3 separate regions of the Mus musculus genome follow, and all the other regions are linked to region 3. The links are chromatin contacts, called in public HiChIP or PLAC-seq maps. All regions are on one chromosome and are shown on one strand. Each heading gives the region's core, a stretch centred on a gene start, on an enhancer-like site or on the middle of the called end of the contact. The rest is flanking DNA. Distances are from core to core; before and after follow the strand shown. Region 1 overlaps Guca1a (guanylate cyclase activator 1a (retina)). Region 2 overlaps Trerf1 (transcriptional regulating factor 1). Region 3 has its middle 5.4 kb from the start of Gm41589.

Region 1 (3,914 bases), core at 1,329-3,828, 250 kb before region 3:
TATTATAACGAAGAGTGTAGCCATGTATGGTAGCACATCCTTGTAATGTCAGTACTTAGGTGGCTGAGGCAGGGGGATCACCACAGATTTAAGGTCAACCTGGGCTGTATAATGAGACTCTGTCAATACACACACACACACACACACACACACACACACACACACACACACACAGAGCTGTGTGATTACTGATGGGAATCCATTTCACATCTCACTTCTTTACATTGTGAGATTTGTGTTATCTATGGTCTGACTAGTATTCACTATATAACCCAGTCCAACTTGAAAACCAGAATAATCCCCTTGTATCAGACTCAAGAGTTCTTGGGATTTCAAGTGTGTATACCCTGCCCAAGCCACAATCTTGAAAATTCATATTGTCCTTCGAGTCTCAGCCAAGAAAATGGGAGGGGGGTGTTGGAGAGCCCAGCGATTTGTCCCAGGTTGGGTCCTTTCCAAGTGGGGACTTTGGTCTTTTGACTTTTCCACTACTTCTTCATAGTCATTAAGAAATTACAACAGTGATATAACTCCTCATTTTAAAAGTGTTCAGCAATACAAGAAGAGTGAAAGTCAAGGACCAAGGCAGATCTCATTACAGATGGTTGTGAGCCACTATGTGGTTGCTGGGATTTGAACTCAGGACCTTCAGAAGAGCAGTCAGTGCTCTTACCCACTGAGCCATCTCTCCAGCCCAAATGTTTAGCTTTCTGACATGCTGGGATAGGCAGGAGCAGAGAGGCGGGGGCCCTGAGGGTCATCCTGTAAACAGGTCTTGTGTTTCTCGAGCTGTCGATGTAGCTGAGTTGCTTGCTGGATGTATTTGGGGCCCTAGCATTCAGCTCCCAGGATTGCAGCAATTCTGTGCTACCTATGAAGGTTGCATGCTCCTCTGTGTGAACCCCCTTCAAGACTCAGTGGAGATGTCCCCTTCTCTTGAAGGGCCATTTGAACTGTCCTGCCCTAGCGGAGTTAGATGATTCTATAATGTCCCAGTATTGGATACAGTGCGATGGCACAGTTGTCTCCTGCCACCCCCAGCCCCATAGTGACTGTGTACTGGTCCTGATGAGGTTGCTCAGTGGTCGAGTGCTTGCTGCTTCTCCAGAGGACTTGAGTTTGGCTCCATCACCCACATCAGGCTGCTCACAACCGTCACCTGGGGAGGCGACTTTCTCTTCTGGCCTCTAAAAGCATGAACACATATATGTCACACGTTTACACAGACATATACACATAAGCAAATAATTTTTTAAAAGAAAGTAACAGAGCTGCGCATAGCGGGGCACACCTTTGATCCTAGCACTTGGGAGGCAGAAGCAGGTGAAGCTCTGACTTTTGAGGCCAGTCTGGTTCACAATGCTAGTTCCAGGGCAGCCGGAGCTTTACAGAGAAACCCTGTCTCGAAATAAAACCAAACCCAAGCCGGGAGGTGGTGGCACACCCCTTTAATCCCAGCACTTGGGAGGCAGAGGCAGGCGGATTTCTGAGTTCGAGGCCAGCCTGGTCTACAAAGTGAGTTCTAGGACAGCCAGGGCTACACAGAGAAACCCTGGTTGGGGGTGGGGAGCGGAGCGGAACCAAACCCAAACCCCCCAAACCAACCAAGCAAGCAAACAAACAAATCAAACAGCAGGTAACGGGATTCACTGCCTTACTGCGCTCTGCCTGTGCTGGGTGTTTAAGCTGTGCTGGGTGTTTAAGCTGTGCTGGGTGTTTAAGCTACACGGACTCGGTTCACCAAAAGCAATTCTGATAGCCGGCCATTTTCAGATGAGGAGGTCGAGTATTGTAGAACGGACATGCTAAGTCCTGTGTCCCATAGCCTAGAACTCAGGAGGATCGAGGAGGCAGGATTCAAACCTGCTCCTCCAACACTGCGTTTCTGTCAGGACAGGGCGACTGTTCCGCTGAGTTCTCAGTCTTTCTCGGCACACAATAGAGCTTAGTGGAGCTTGAAGCCAAGAGGAAAGAGCCTTTATATGGGTCTCTTGCCCCTACCTCCAGGCCAGCACTGCTAGAACTCTCTGGAGTCAAGCCTCCAGCCCTGGCTTTCTTTCTTCCTTCTTCCACCTGCTCAAGCTATGGGAACGATCCCTGTTCTAGAATCAAAGGGACGCAGTGGGGGTGGTTCTAACAGACTTGATTGGCAGCTTTGAGGAAGATGCGAGGCGGGCACTGTTGAAGTGTCCAGAAAGACAGATATTCGTGCTACAAGGGGGCTGAGCACTGCAGAGCAGACTGGCTTCTGCTCCCTTCTGCTTTTGCCTTCAGTAGTGAAGGGTGTGGAGAATTGAACAGAGGCCTTGGGGGCGGGGTTCTGGCTGAAGCGGGCGGGGCTCTGAGTGGGGTGGGCGGAGCCCTGGTGAGCTTACCCCGCCTCGCCCCTTGCCCAGGATGGCTACATTGACTTCATGGAGTACGTGGCAGCCCTCAGCCTGGTCCTCAAGGGCAAAGTGGAACAGAAGTTGCGCTGGTATTTCAAGCTCTACGACGTCGACGGCAACGGGTGCATAGACAGGGACGAGCTGCTCACCATCATCCGGGTAACTCCAGGTGCAGAGGGCTGGGCCAGAAAACTGGCTGTCTATGCCTTCTGCCTCCCAGAGGGCAGGGATTAAAGGCATGAGCTACCACGACACGCCTTCCTCGCCTTTTTTTTTTTTTTTTTTTTTTTTTCCCTTTCGATTTTAACTTAGGCTAGCTCACAACTCCTTGGCCCATACTGACTACTGACCTCGAGTTTGAGACAATCCTACCTCGGTGTCCCAAGTGCCTGAGGCCCTAACCTTGATTTCTACTCTGAACCGTTCAGGGCTTCGACAAGCTCGCTCTGCTCCCACTCCCACCACTGGGAAGGGTCTCCTCACTTCTGCCTGTTTGTGTTCCCAGGCCATCCGAACCATTAATCCCTGGAGCGACTCATCCATGAGTGCCGAGGAATTCACAGATACCGTGTTTGCCAAGATCGACATCAACGGGGATGGTGAGGGGGCCGAGGAGGGGCTCTCCAGGGGAGGGGTCAGCAGAGATGGCAGTCACTCCTGGAGAGGGGCAAGAGAGGAGGGGGACACAGGGCCTTCTGCCGGTCGCCTCTTCTACCCACCTTTGCTCTGGATGCAGACCTGGATTTGGGGGATCCCTGCACCAGACTTTGGGTTCTGGATCCGTTATCACTGCCCCAGCGCTGGCTCTGTCCCTGCCTTTTGCATATAGCTCTGAGCCCTGGACTCCTGAGACCTCATCCCGCGAATCTCTTTCTCTCCATCCCAGGGGAACTGTCCCTGGAGGAGTTCATGGAAGGTGTGCAGAAGGACCAGATGCTCCTGGACACGCTGACCCGAAGCCTGGACTTGACCGGCATCGTGCGCAGACTCCAGAACGGCGAACACGAGGAGGCAGGCACCGGCGACCTGGCAGCGGAGGCTGCGGGTTGAGCATTCACCCTGTGGCTTCTGCCTGCTGAGGGCTGGCCCCGTGCGGTGCCTGGTGTGGTTGTTCTGTTCTTGTCTTAACATTACATAGAACCTCCTGAACTCAGAGTCTCAGCTTTTTTCTTTGGGTACATAGTTCTGGGTGGAGGGGCAGTATCAGGAGTTGAGAGCCCAGGACAGAAGGATGGTCCCTAATCCTCTAGGGAACTCGAAGGATGATGGTGCTTCCTGCCAGTCCCTCTCTGGCCCCTCCCATCTTCTTGCCCAGCTCCCTGCTCTACTTCCCCAGGCCATGACCTTGCGGATGTGGAAGCTCTGAGAGCGCCCCCCCCCCCCCGCCCGCATCGCCTCAGATGGAACCTCGGGCGGTCACACTCAGTCCTGACCCTGGAGTTTGTGTGGCTTCAGGTGTAAGGCCAACATTTATTGAGCACCTACTGTGTGCTAGTGTTAGATGATGCATCTTCCAGCCTGCCCCAT
Region 2 (4,223 bases), core at 1,271-3,770, 150 kb before region 3:
CCTCTTCCCCATTTCCCTACATTCTTGAAGTTACATGTGCCTCCTGTGAAGCACAGCTGGCTCCTTTCCCTTCCCCAGGACCCTGGACTCCAAGACTGCCTGACTACAAAAGCTCCAACTCCAAACCTGAGACTCTTCAAGATGCGACTCTGTTCTCTGGGGTCCAGGAAAAGAAAATCATGGTGTCATTGCCAGATGACACACAGCAATGTCTGTAGGATGCTAAGGCAGGAGGATTTCATATTCAAAGCCTCTCTGTACTAATGTATATATATATATATATGCACATCTATATATCTATATATCTATATAGATATAGATATAGATAGATAGATATATCAATCAGTGTTAGGGGCATACTAGAGGCTCTTCCAGAGGCCCAGGGTCCAATTCAGCTTACAACCAACTATAGTTCCAAGAGATCATATTCCCTCTTCTGGCCTCCACAGTCACTGTATACATATTACGCATAAACATACAGGCAGACAAAAACACTCATACATGTAAAATTATTTTTAAAATTTAAAACAACAAAAAATATAATAATATCTATTAATGAGAAGCCGAAGAGCATGCAGCCAGGCACCGGGAGTGATCCCAGCCTACCCATGTTCCCTGCCTGTCATTTCCTGTGTCCAGAAGGCCACACTCTCAGGAAACTGGCAGCACGGTCACCATTGCATTATTTTGGGTTACAACTTTTCCTCCCACTGAATGATGGTCACTCTGAGGAACTAGGCACATGCCGTCTAGCCGGACTATCCCGGAGATGAGGGCCGGAAGTGGCCTCAGCTCCCATTCATCTGCTCTGACGGACTTTCCCCGCTACCAGGGAATGCCTTCAGACCTCATAGCAGCCTCTGAGACGTCAGAATGAGCTCTCTAAAAACAACACAAGGGACACGGACAACCACAATTTCTATGGATGCAAACTCATTCCAAGTTGAGTGACGGGAGCCCCAGGGAGGCAGAAGTCCAGAGGTCCAAGCACGTGAATCTCCATGGAGTCCCGTGGAGGCGGGAGAACACAAACTCCCATTTATTTCTGTGTCATCACTGTGTCTTGCTGCCTCTGACTAGCCCTCACGTGGCCATCCCTTCCTCTCCTCTTGGTCTTCTGGATTCCAACCGAGTCTCCCCCCTGTGTCTGCTGGATTCCAGGCTCACAGACTACTGTAAATAATATTTAATATCTCCTCGTCACCGGAAATTTAAACAGTCTCAGATAGGGCTCCTTTAAGCCCACTTCCCCTACCCTACTCCCCACCCCCATCCAGCTGCCGAAGATTCAGGAAATGCAAACCTCACAAAAAGATAAGCTGGACCAAACAGAGAAGGGCCAGCTCTGGGACCCTGTTGGGCAAGTGACTTCCTGTCCTATACCCCAGGCTCTGCTTCTGCAGAACACAGGACCCTGAGCTTCAAGAGGGAACTCAGTGTGAGGAGTTTCTCTAGGTGCTCCCCGGGACACCCCAAAAATCCTGGACCAGGGCTTGAAACAGTAGATCCTCCTCCACACTGGTATCTTAGAGGGTCCCCAAAGAGCAGCCCATTGTGGGGAGGAAGGCTGAGGAGAAGGCTCAGCAGTTAAAAGCACTTGGCTGCTCTTCCAGACAACCTGGGTTTGGTTTCCAGCACGCACATGATGGTTCAAATGACCTGTAACTCCAGTCCAGGGTCCTAACCCCGTCTCTTCTGGCCTCCTTGGACACTGTACCCAACGCTGGGCAGTGGAGACAGGGAGGATTCCTGGAGTTCACTGGCCTAATCTGGGAGTTCCAGGCCAAGGGGCGGTTGTCATAAAAGACAAGGAAGACACTTGAGATTGTCCGTTGGCTTCCACATGCACAAGCACACGTGCGCGCACACACAAATGCACACAGGCATGCACACATGCACACACATGTAAAAAATACATAGCTGACCATGGTGGCTGACAGGGGAGGAGCATCTTGGGCTCAAGGCCAGTTTCGGCTACAGAGTTTGAGAGACCCTGCCTCAAATGTCCACACGCAAACAAGTAAACACAGAAATCAGAACATATCAGAATGGCGCACGTGTTACGACCAGTGCAGGTCAGGGACTTAAGGTAGTTTTAGGAGCAAGACATTCACTCTGTCATCATGCTGTGCTGATGGCCAGTCTCCAGAGGAGCACTTAAAGACTCACTTGAGAGCATGTTTCTGTCAGCTATTATGTAACCCTGACAGCACAGGGGCCCTCAGCCCGGGACACCTCCTGGCTTTATACCCAGTGCCTCTGGCACCCCAGGCTCCTCAGACAGTCCTGGATGCGCTGCACCCTGCTTCCTGGTTCTGGAATTATCTCCATGGGTGTATCCAGGACAAGCCCTTGCTTCAACCAGGGCTCAGCTGCCTCGGGGAATTCACCAGTGGGAAATAGTTAAATAGTTAATCTCATTGAGCTCGCCCTGGGCCAAGCCAGCTGGATGGAAGGATCAGTCTGGCCTCAGAGCCCTGAGTAAGTAGAGGTAAGGAGGGGCAGGAAGGGTGACTCACCCAGCAGAGAGGCTGTTAATAGACTCTGAGGTTTACTGGTGGGGTTGGGCCTCTAGCCCCAGGCGTATGGGCCTAGCCACTCATTTGATTGAGAACATCAGGACACCTTCTCCTAACTGTATGGGAAGAGAAAAACCTTTCCCTAATCCCATCCACCCCCTTACCCAGGTTGCCTAGCAACCCCCTCCCTCCCCAAACAACCAAGCAACACGAGGTAGTTTGAATAGAGTTTGGTCCTTACAGTTTTAGAGAAAGATGCCAATTCCTGAGCTTGGTGACCCAGGTTCTGGGAAAACTTAAGGCAGAAGCACACAAGTTGATGATGTTTGTGGATGGCTAGACGACTCAGGAGCCTGGGGGCACACAGTAGGACTTCATAGGACTTTGGATATGCTAACAGCTGGCGGAACCTTCGGGAGGGGCCATGGAGGCCATCTGTGGGCCTGGAAGCCACTAGCTGGCACTTACTGCCTATGAGAACAGTTACTGGTCTCTAAGACTAGACCCCACCATTTCTACAGCCAAACGTTGTAGAACCCAAACTCCCTCTGCTGCCATCTCACCTACTGGAGCCACTGACTCAATGCAAGTCTTCCTCCTCCAGGAAGCCTTCCCTGACCCCTCACAGGCACAGCACTCTCTCCCTCAGCTTCCTTTCTAAGTGAAGATATTTGGTTCTTTAGGCAACTCTTTGGCTATGCCTTTTTGATGCTACACGTTCACCACACAGAGCCCAGAGTCACTAAAAGTAGCAGTCCCTGAGGCAAAAGTGGGTACCTGATCGATATCAAATCAGGAAGTGGCCTGAGATAAACCTGGTAGTGCAGAAAACCACCAAGCAGAGGCGAAGACAGCTGAAGGCGGGGGCGGGAAGATGGCTTGGTGGGTAAAGGTGTCTGCCACATAAATCCGGCAACTTCAGCTTGATTCCCTGGAGACCATGTAACAGTGGAAGGGAGTCCAAAGAGCTGACCTCTGACCCTGCGCTCCTGCTATGGCACGCCCATCACCCCATGCGTAATTGGTGCACACACAGAATGGAGGTGAATGGATGTTGAAGATCCTTCTTCCCTGGCCAGAGGACCATGGTTATGGGCAGCCAGACCGCCCTTCATAAGGCTCCATAAGGGAACAGACCACAGCGAGAGGCTCCAGCACCTCTCGTGGCACATCACAGAACAGGACACAGGAGTGTGTATGGAGGATGGGATATTTCAGGCTCTTTTCAAGAACCCAAGGCTGATACCTGCTGCAAGCAATGGCTAGCCATGAGCTGTGTCTTGCCTCTGATCGTTTGATATTTATTTATTGATTGATTGAGAAAAGATGTCACTCTGTAGACCGGCCTGGCCTGAAATACTATCTGTAGCCCAGGCTGCCCTCAAACTCATAGTGATCTTTCTGCATCAGCTTTCCGAGTGTTAGGATAATATGTGTGAACGACCATGTCCAGCTATTTGGGTTTGAAATGGGTTCCACAGACAGGCCCTGAATTTCTAATCTGAAATGATCTTCCTGCTTCTGCCACCAAATGGCTGGGTCCACAAGAGTATAGTTGTACCCATTTTAGTTTGTTTGTTCCTTCCTCTATCTATCTATCTATCTATCTATCTATCTATCTATCTATCTATCTATCTATCTATCATGCTCCAGTTCAGACACTGTAATCAGTATCGAGGCTGGGATTCCTTCACACCAGATTCC
Region 3 (3,901 bases), core at 593-3,092:
CCACATCCACCCGTGGTGGCCAGAGAGAGAAGCATGTCTTATAATCTCCAAGATTCCCAGTACCTTAATGCGACCGGCAAATAGCACGTGCTCATGAAAGAATAAGCTAACTGGGCTGGAGCAACAGCTCAGGACCCAGGTTCAATCCCAGCACCCACATGGTGACTCACACCCCCCATAACTCCAGTTCTAGAGGATCCAATGCCCTCTTGTGGCCACTGGGGGCACTGAGCATGCACAAGATAATACACAGACATACAAGGCAAAAAAAGGCTTCTGCACATAATAAATAAATAAATCTAAAAAAAATAAAATAAAATGAAAGTGGCTGCTAAATGTATAAATGAAAATCAGGGCTTCTCAAGTCAGAAATTAAAATAATAATGATAACCCCACACTATGTGATCCCAAAATTCTCATAGCCATTTAGACCCTAAGTTTTATTTTTCCTTCTCTTCTTCCTCTAAAAGTATTTTCAATGTCAGTAGATCAGTAGCCAGCATGACCCACACCGCTCCTAGCTTCTTGTCCTCTAGGCGGAAACAAACAACCTAAATATTCATTTCCTCGGCCCGAATTCCTCTAAGTGGCTACTCTGGGAATTTCAAATTCTTAGAAAACATCCCAGAGGGGTTTTTGGTGGTTGTGTCTGTCCTTTAACTCAGAAGAGCTTTTCTAAAAGACTCATGGAGCAATTCACATAGAAAGACTTTAATAGTTCTTTAAAATGCAGCCCCGGGGAGGATGGCACAGTGGGTAAAGTGGCAGCTGCAGAGGCAGAAGGACCCCGAGTTCAGATCTCCATCACCCACCTAAGACAAGCGAAACAATAAACACGATGGCATGGGGCTATAGTGGAGCACAAGGAGGCAGAGACAGGAGGATGGGGTCCCGGAGTTCACTGGCCAGCCACTGAATGAATGAGCTCCGGATTCAGTGAGAAATTCCGTTTCAAAATTTAAAGTGAAAAGGGCCGGACCGAGGCCTGGGACAGGTGGGGACACATGGTAAGGGCATATGCCACAGAGACTGTCAACCTAAGTTTGACCTCCAGAACCCACAAAGTGGAAGCAGAGAATCAGCTCCCACAAGCTACCCTAGACCGCCACGCATGCGCAGGGGTACACATATACACAAATAAAAGTCAAATGAATAAATAAGTTAAATAAGGTGACAGGGCACCTGAGGAGGAAACAGGCAACACTGACATCTGGCTTGCGTATGCACACACGCATGCGCGCAAGCACGCACGCATATACGCAGGCACGCACGCCCATATCCATCAGTGGATAAGCATACCAGTAACTGCAATCCGGCGGGTTTTAGTCCCTTTCCGGACAGGGTGGGGATAAAGAGAAAAATCTCAACTATATTTTAACCTCACCAGTTACTCTCCAATATGAAAATCTAAAAATACGGTTAACCCACAAGATCCTTTAAGATTGTAGCCTTCCCACAAGATCTCTGAGGACTCCAGCCCTCTTCCCTGTTTCAGCCACACAGTTTCGTGAGTTCAGAAATGTGTGGCTCCAGGGCAGGTCTGGAGCACCTGTCTGGATCCTTATTTTTTCTGGGTCAATATCCAAAGTCAATAAAACCATCTAGAGCTTTCTCCCGAAAAGCCCAGAGTGGCAGTCCAGGTCCCGGAAGTCACCATACACCGTCAGTCAGTAAGGACCCTATCACCACTCGCACGAATTGCAATAGCCCACATGTGAGCTCATCAGGCAAGTTCACACTAAGCTTTGAGGGTCCACTTCGCCTCCCCAAAGCTACCTGCTGCCCGGGAACAACAGCTTAACTAACCTCAAGCTTGACTCAGCATTAGATCATCCAGCCAGCTGGCTGGAGAGGAAACTTCGAAGATGAACTGAAATTATTTTGGGTGCCTGAAAGTACAAGCTCCCTCTACAGCAGCACGTATAATTAGGATTTTTTTTTTTAATAAATCTACAACAGGGCTGGAGAGGTGGCTCAGCAGTAGTGAAGGGCACTTAACTGCTTGCTCCTGGCAGACTACCGGAACTTCATTCCCAGCACCCACTAGGAGGGTCACCACTGCCTATAACTGCAGCTCCAGGAGACCCCACGCCTCTGGCCTCAGCAGGAATCTGCACTCACATGTGTACATACCCACATGCAGACTCACGAACAAAAACACAATTAAAAGTATTTTTAAAAAAATCCATAAGATGTAAATGAATGAGGGACTCTACACCAACAGCAGGCTTTCCTAAGTAATGGCTTTTACATGTTGGCACAGTTGCCAGGCCGCTCAAGCGCCTTTGTGGAATGCCAACGTACAAATCCATTTCTCCAGGAGAAGACAAAAAACAGAAGTTAATCAACTCGCCCTGAGTCCATGAAGCAATTTGGCCGTTGGCCCAGGAAGACAGTGTCAAGAGCTCTGGGTTCTCACTCCACGTGACTCTAGAATAAAGCTGGAACCCAAAGAGCTATCCTTTAAAAAAAAAATAATAACAATAACCCCCATATGCAGAACCGGCTAAAAATTGGTACCCTATCCATTTTCAGATTCACCTTGGCCTGCCTTGAGCATACAGCCACCTTAGAAGTTCTGTCACGTTACAAATGCCCACAAACTCAAACCAACTACTAAATATAAACAATTTTAGCTCTTCTCACCCTATCAGCCTCTTGGCAAATTCTTCTATGCACCACCCCACCCTGCCTAGGGAGAGAAAAACAATACTTTGTGTTCTTACGATAAACCCATACATCAAAAAAGAAAGAGAAAATTCTAAATAAGCTTTGTTTTCCGTGTCTGCACATTTTAATATACGAGGCACGGAACACAACACCCTCTCCTCTCTCCCCTCTTTATAATTTAAACTCTGAACTCAACAAATAGCACAGGCACAGGCCGGTTAACAGAGTGCTCTCTGCACAGCTGCTAGACTGACTATTTCCACAGTAAGCTTCTGTCAATGCTCTCTGATATTAGCACATGCCTGCTACGTGGATGCCTGCTTACCAAGCTGTGAAAAGACCCACGTTCATTCTGGAACCTACAAAATTAATCTTCTCTGTGCCTATAATGCATAAGGCAAAGGCGCCTTCCCTCCCTCCTCCTCTCCCCCCCCCCCAACATGTCAGGCTAGCTTCTAAACAATCAGTTGGCGAAAATGGACATGCCTGAAAGGGCGGGGCCCAAAGGGGTGTGTCACTCCGGGTATCAATTCCTGTAAATCAAATCCTGACAATTGTCACAATATTATAAAAAGAATGAATTATGATTCTTGGGCCTTCAAGCCTTTATTACCACGAGAACATTCTCAGTTGAATGGCGGAGGGGGGGGGCGCTACTGTGACTTGATTAATGGCCAAAAGCGAGACAATAAAATAAATGTTAAGAGGGGGAAAAAAAACCCATTCTTGGCTCCCAGGTTAGACATGTAAATAATTCCACCCTGGAATAAACACACATGAGGAATTCTTATTTACTCTCTGAGCGTATACACCCAATCAGACTCAGCCAATAGCCCAGTTAAAGATAACAGCTAATTTGTTTAGCTAATGCCTAGTTGGGAACATGTGATAGGTGGCACTAAGATTTCGAACTAACTCAACTCTCAATCTGCCAAATATTAATCCCTTGATCCTGAAGCCTGATGGGAGGAAGGAGAGAAGGAAAAACGGACTGTTTATCAGTAACATAAGGGGGTGGTGGTGGTGGTGGTGGTGTTATTATTTTGTTTTGTTTTTTAACCCATTTTCCCTTTCTAAACTCAAAACCTGTTTACAGAACTCAGGAAAGCTTAACCGACTTTAGTTAACCTCGGTGTTGGGTGGTTATGCCATATCCCTACTAACCAGTTCCTGGCCAGACCCCCTGGTGCTCAAATTCTCCTGGCCAAGTTCAACTCCCCACACCAGCACC

The links. HiChIP or PLAC-seq counts read pairs in DNA pulled down with a chosen protein or histone mark.
Region 1: an H3K4me3 HiChIP or PLAC-seq map of bone marrow-derived macrophages shows a contact between it and region 3, with 3 times the contacts expected there. The contact joins two enhancer-like sites. A contact is called at or near these places in 11 of 39 promoter capture datasets (the 3T3-L1 cell line, 3T3-L1-derived adipocytes, the HPC-7 cell line and 6 more), 9 of 115 datasets of contacts at active chromatin or transcription factors (bone marrow-derived macrophages, embryonic forebrain, embryonic stem cells and 3 more) and 2 of 9 other capture datasets (adipose tissue and liver).
Region 2: an H3K4me3 HiChIP or PLAC-seq map of bone marrow-derived macrophages shows a contact between it and region 3, with 5 times the contacts expected there. The contact joins two enhancer-like sites. A contact is called at or near these places in 5 of 39 promoter capture datasets (the 3T3-L1 cell line, the HPC-7 cell line, frontonasal cranial neural crest and 2 more), 12 of 484 Hi-C or Micro-C datasets (the Ba/F3 cell line, the N1E-115 cell line, bone marrow-derived macrophages and 6 more), 28 of 115 datasets of contacts at active chromatin or transcription factors (CD8 T cells, the HPC-7 cell line, the NIH/3T3 cell line and 23 more) and 2 of 9 other capture datasets (embryonic stem cells and macrophages).

What each region holds. Positions count from the first base shown.
Region 1 is chr17:47,394,180-47,398,093 of GRCm38.p6, reverse strand. Guca1a (guanylate cyclase activator 1a (retina)) reads left to right here. Exons shown (of 4, transcript NM_008189.3): 2 at 2,397-2,546; 3 at 2,893-2,986; 4 at 3,274-3,537. The coding sequence ends at 3,437. Among named protein-coding and RNA genes, the nearest start is that of Guca1a, 4.5 kb to the left of the region's middle. Within about 2 kb of position 2,578, at least 173 of the 459 cell types and tissues checked have an H3K27ac peak or open chromatin away from gene starts, as enhancers often do. A contact at or near this core is called in bone marrow-derived macrophages and pancreatic cancer cells, where this site is marked.
Region 2 is chr17:47,292,483-47,296,705 of GRCm38.p6, reverse strand. All of the region lies in intron 2 of Trerf1 (transcriptional regulating factor 1), which reads right to left. Among named protein-coding and RNA genes, the nearest start is that of Trerf1, 64 kb to the right of the region's middle. Within about 2 kb of position 2,520, at least 225 of the 459 cell types and tissues checked have an H3K27ac peak or open chromatin away from gene starts, as enhancers often do. A contact at or near this core is called in the N1E-115 cell line, bone marrow-derived macrophages and pancreatic cancer cells, where this site is marked.
Region 3 is chr17:47,143,127-47,147,027 of GRCm38.p6, reverse strand. It overlaps a transcript of Trerf1 not described here. Among named protein-coding and RNA genes, the nearest start is that of Gm41589, 5.4 kb to the right of the region's middle. Within about 2 kb of position 1,842, at least 27 of the 459 cell types and tissues checked have an H3K27ac peak or open chromatin away from gene starts, as enhancers often do. A contact at or near this core is called in the N1E-115 cell line, bone marrow-derived macrophages and pancreatic cancer cells, where this site is marked.